2 separate regions of the Gossypium hirsutum genome follow, and region 2 is linked to region 1. The links are chromatin contacts, called in public Hi-C maps. All regions are on one chromosome and are shown on one strand. Each heading gives the region's core, a stretch centred on a gene start, on an enhancer-like site or on the middle of the called end of the contact. The rest is flanking DNA. Distances are from core to core; before and after follow the strand shown. Region 1 holds the start of LOC107913372 (SUMO-conjugating enzyme SCE1). Region 2 has its middle 9.3 kb from the start of LOC107901618.

Region 1 (2,700 bases), core at 10-2,509:
CATGGTTGTGTCCAGACTTCGAACGTCCACACTGTCTAGACTATGTCACACTGCCTAGCCACACTGCCGTGTGACCCCTGTTTCCAAAATTTTCATATTTTTCCAAAATTTTCTAATTTATTTCAAATTGATCCCTAATTGTTCGCAAATTATTTTTAGGGCCCGAAGGCTCGATTTAAGGCCTAAATGTGTATGTTGCTACGATTAAGATGAGATGTTGGAATTTATACATAAATTGAATAATTACTTTTGTTTTGAAATTAAAGGTTCTGCTATTGTACCGTAATGCTCCATAACCATAATCCGACAATAGAGATAGATTTAGGGTGTTACAATTTCATTTGTTGAAAGACTTTATCATTATACTTTAAGAAAGTTTGAAGCTATTGAGAAGTTGTACTATGAAGAGTTTTATGGGACTCAAAATAAGCTATTTGTTAAAATCAACTATTAAATTGAAGATAAAATCTTATCTGATTTTGACTAGAATGACTCTCGAAGAAGTATAAATAAGTAGGTTAGTCGCACATTGTGACATAGTTTTTAGAGTGTCTTTTTCGATTGCTTTATTGTGTATTCTTTTACTATTTTGTTTGAAGTATTACTTAAAGAGTTTTCAAGATTTTGCATTTGAGGATAATTTGGGAGAGTGATTGTAAAAGTTAGATTCAATATTGAGCTGCAATTATCTATTGTTATAAGGGTAAATTGGTTTTAAGTCAATAGGTAATTCAATTTAATTAGTATATATAACCGTTCCCTGAGCAAGGCTTTACAAAGTAGAATTAATGAATCCGAAGTTGATCTTTATTCTCTCATACTTTACTTATTACTTCACTTTGTCATAAGCTGCTTTGTTATAACAATAATTTAAATATTAAATTGGAGCAACTACAAATAGAAAGCTTTTTCAGATTAAATGAGAGTTAAATATATATAATCCTAAAAAAAAAAGGCTATTTGCGTTTAACAAGCAAGTAAAAATTAAAACATTTTTAATAATTAAATGAGGTTGTTGATAATCATAACACTACCATCTTGGAATTTGGTCAACCAATTAAGTGGTTGGCAATTGAAATTTGAAACAACCTCGGGCTTTAATGGATCCAATAATGGGCTCAAGCTCTATGCGTGGCCCAATAAAAGAAGGCACGTGACTGGCGAGGAGTATAGTGGCGTGGATTTCACGCCGGAATATAATACAACAGCTAATTCATTGACTTTTTTGTATTTAAACTTTTTAAAGCCAAAGATTAATTAATCCAACCTAAATATACATATATCTAAAAGCAACGAAGGTACCCCTTGGGATTGGGACCCACCCCACCAGATCAAATCTTAACCGCACGTTTCTCTCTTGGTCAACTCGGCGCAACGACTCCTCTCTTCATCAAGGGCACAACCGGAAGACCAAAATAATTAATATTTTATTATTTTCTTTTTATTTTAGACGACCAAGAGAAATTGAAAATGGAAAAGTCGATTCCATCAACGCCCTTTTTTTTTTAATATAATTTTCTTTATTATTAAAATTAATCCAAAAAAAAAACAATTATTTAAGAAAGGGGAAGAAAGAACATTTGGGTGAGGGTTTTAGAGAGAGAAAGAGAAGGCCGGAATCTGAAAGACAAGACACAGAGAAAAAGAGAGAGAGAGAGAGAGATGTCGGGAGGAATAGCGCGTGGTCGACTCGCCGAGGAACGTAAGGCATGGAGGAAGAACCATCCCCATGTCCGTGGAGTTTGTTTCCCTGCTCTTGTTTCTTTTTTTCTGGGTTTCATGTTTTAATTTTTTTTTATTTGTTTGATTTTTTTGTTGTTGAAATTTTAGGGTTTTGTTGCGAAACCAGAGACGTTGCCTGATGGAACGGTCAATTTGATGGTGTGGCATTGCACGATCCCTGGTAAAGCAGGAGTAAGTCGAAGAACTTCTATTTAATTTCTGTATTTTTCTTTTTCATTATCGTCGATAAAGTTTAATGGATTCTGCTTGTTGAGTTTGGTTCGTCAATTATTTTCTCTTATTTCTTTGGACGTGGATGCTGTTGTGCTGTTTATAGATTTTAAGATTTTAGGGTTCGTTTCTTCGTTTTGGCCTTAGAGAGGTTTTTTTCCTTTAAAGAGAGAGGGCGCTGCTGATTGATGTAAATGAACCCAAGTTTTATGTGATTTTATTGGGTTAAAACATGGACTAGCAAAGATATTGATAATTCTGGATTAAATTGAGTGCTGTGCTTTCCATATAGGATAATAGGAATATTTCTTTCTATTATGGTGCATATGGTATATGCGTGGTTTGTATGACTAGCTCGCATTCAGAATGCCGAGCCTAAACAAGTTTTTCATATATTTGTGGGTTACATCATATGTTATTTTCTTTTTTATTTTTTCTCGAGAATTTTAGGAAAATGGTGATTGATAGTAAACATGGATGGATATTGAAGACTGTGTGCTGACAATTTAATATGGTTTTTCTTTTTCTTTTGGGTACATAAAAAGGGGAAGGAATAATGGATTTTAGGCTTTTAGAAAGTAAGTTTTCGTTATATTTAAACAATCATCTATTGATGGTCAGTATGTTACTGTATGTAGATTTTTTATACTAGTCAGCTTTACATGATTTTATCAATCATGTTGTGAACAAGGACTTGTGGACTGGAAGCCTGGCAATATATTAGTTGTTTCTCAGATTCTCACAACT
Region 2 (2,700 bases), core at 83-2,582, 370 kb before region 1:
ATAGACATCACCATAATGCCATCAAGTACAACTATTAGTAAGGGCGAAGTCAAAAACAATTTTACGGGATTAGAATTAAATTATATATTTTTACGATAGTAAAAATTATATAATTTCACAATTTTAAAAGCATATATCTTTATAATTTTTAAAAGATTAAATCAAAATTTACTATTTTTGTAAGGGTCTAAGTCCAATTTTACTATTATTAATTTAATATTTTATAAATCATAAAGGGGCTTAAATGAAAAAAAAATCATTTTAAGGAGACTAGACCCCTACCAACCCCCTTAACTCCGTCCTCGATATTAGATTCAATTTCATTAATTTTTCTAACTTGCCAAGCACATCAACTTTATATAGATCATATTCTAATCTAAATCTAAATTAAACTCTACTAAAGAAGTACTCATCTGATGAGGAACACACTCCAGACTTTTATTCTTCTATAAATATCAAGAGAAATAATGACAAACACGGAATAAAAGAAATCAACCATAGGCATCACTGCATTCCTAAACCTCCATTTTCATAACTTTCTACTATGTAAATCACCACCAAAGTCTACCCCCAAAATTGTGTAACTTAATTGTTTTATAGCAAATATATTATAAGGAGATGTATTAGTGGTTTATTATTGTGTTTTTTTATTATGAAAAAATGGTGACCTCGTATTTGGTTCTAAGTTAGAAGAAATCAAGGTATTTTATTTTATTTGCATTTGAAACATCGACCTAACTTTAACTGAAAGTTCTTGAATTCTTCCTTTTTTTTTCACTCTAATTCCAACTTTTGCTCCTAAAAGTCCAAACTATCCTACTCTCTTTCTTTGGACATTTCAAATCAAAACTTCACGTTTTTAAATATTGCTGGTCCATTTGCAATAGGATATTATATACACATCAATCAAATCCAGATTCATGGCAACCCTAACTACCACTCTTTATGTTTACAATTAAGTTTAGAATGTTCAACTTGTCTTTTATTTATAAAACTTTTACATCTTGATTAACTCCTTTGTTTTTAATAAATTACATTGGGTCAAGTTTAAATAACAAATGTAACTAATATTATTTGAATTCAAGTCACATTTAAGGTAATAAACATTTTTAACTATTAAGTTATCACATAGAGTTTAATTTTATGTATTTTTAAATAATTGTAAGGGAAACAAAATTAAAATTTGATACTAAAATATAATAGAATTGGTGTATCATATTTGACGTGAAATAAAAATTTAGAAGAATTGTGTGGATGAGAAAGTCAAGAAATTAGGCAGGTGAAAGGAGCACGCCTTCTCTTTGGCTTTGGTCGCTGCTGCCTTTCCGTCTTTGACTTTTGGCAGTCTGCTCTGCTCCATGGAAGCCGCACTCTGTTCTTTTTCTATATCTTCCCACGTGCCTCTATTCAACCTCAATTATATTTTCTTCAATCACGGACACAAACTTCCCATATCTAATCATAATTTTATTTCCCATTTCTATTTAAAATTATAATATTATTACAATGGTTTTAAAAAGTAAGTTTGAATATGCGTAATTCAAGGATAGGAGATAATACCCAATTTATGAGTTAAAAGAAAAGTTACGAGTATATCTGATTATGGATTAGGTTGTGTAATCTGATCTGAAAAATTAGAAAATTTAGATAAAAATATAAATTTAAAAAATAGATTTAAATAAAAAAATATTTATTTTTAAATAAGTCAAACCTTGGATAAAAGGTTTTTTTAACTCGAACTTGAATAAAATAACTATTTTTAATAAAAAAATTATATCCTGCTGTTTTTGTTGCTATTTTTGCTTTTATTTTTATTATTTGGGTGTTGTTGTTTTTTTTTTGTGTTTTTACTATTGTTTCATTGTGGTTTTTAATTTTATTTCGCTATTGTTTTTAATATCATTTGAATATTGTAGAACTTATGTTGTATTAGGAATCTTGTTACTATTTCCGTTGTAATTATCTTAGTATAAATATTTTTTTATGTATTTTTAATTTTTAATTTTTTATTATTTTAATATTTGTTTTAATCTTTTTAAGTGTATTTGATATATTATATATTTTTTAAAATTTGTTGTATATAATAAAATAATCAAAAAAAATTAATATGAGCTTAAGTTTGGCTTCTGTAATTTAAGTCGGGCCTGGACAAAGTTTTAGGTCTATTTTTTTTTCAAATTGAGTCTAGGCCTAAAAACAACCCAAAAATTTAGTTGAGACTTGACTCCGCTCACGATCAACTCTAGCTATGAGTTATTCTAAACATTGCATAAAAAATAACATATATAATTAGAATCTATAATAAATTTATTTTAAAAAATTATTTATTTTTCTTCTCTTTCGTATTAAAACTTTTTCATAAAAGATAAAATCAAATATAAATATTTTTTGATGTTGAATCCAACATACCAAGCAGAATGGAATAAATTGGTTGAAAGCTAAATCAATAGTCGCAGTTAACCAAATTTGATGTGATTGAATGATTGCAAGGATCAAATCTGTTTATTCAAAACTTGATGAGATAATAATTTGACCTGACCGTTAATGGACTAATTTCTTTAAGTGAATTTTTCACTTGTAATTTGTTAAAACGTAATAAATAAATAAATAAATAAATAAATGTTTTACTAAAAACAAATCCATGACGTGATCAATTGAGCAGTGTTAGTGTATCTCTTACTTACAATGAAAATATGCCCC

What was found. A called contact is a pair of places that touch in the nucleus more often than the background predicts.
Region 2: a Hi-C map of leaf shows a contact between it and region 1, with 2.0 times the contacts expected there. The contact joins the enhancer-like site here to the promoter of LOC107913372 in region 1. A contact is called at or near these places in 5 of 34 Hi-C or Micro-C datasets (callus and leaf).

The regions. Positions count from the first base shown.
Region 1 is chrA11:35,309,233-35,311,932 of Gossypium_hirsutum_v2.1, reverse strand. It overlaps LOC107913372 (SUMO-conjugating enzyme SCE1), which reads left to right and starts at 1,259. Exons shown (of 5, transcript XM_016841939.2): 1 at 1,259-1,731; 2 at 1,831-1,914. The coding sequence starts at 1,663.
Region 2 is chrA11:35,679,338-35,682,037 of Gossypium_hirsutum_v2.1, reverse strand. No RefSeq gene overlaps it. Among protein-coding and RNA genes, the nearest start is that of LOC107901618, 9.3 kb to the left of the region's middle. Within about 2 kb of position 1,332, at least 4 of the 9 cell types and tissues checked have an H3K27ac peak or open chromatin away from gene starts, as enhancers often do. A contact at or near this core is called in leaf, where this site is marked.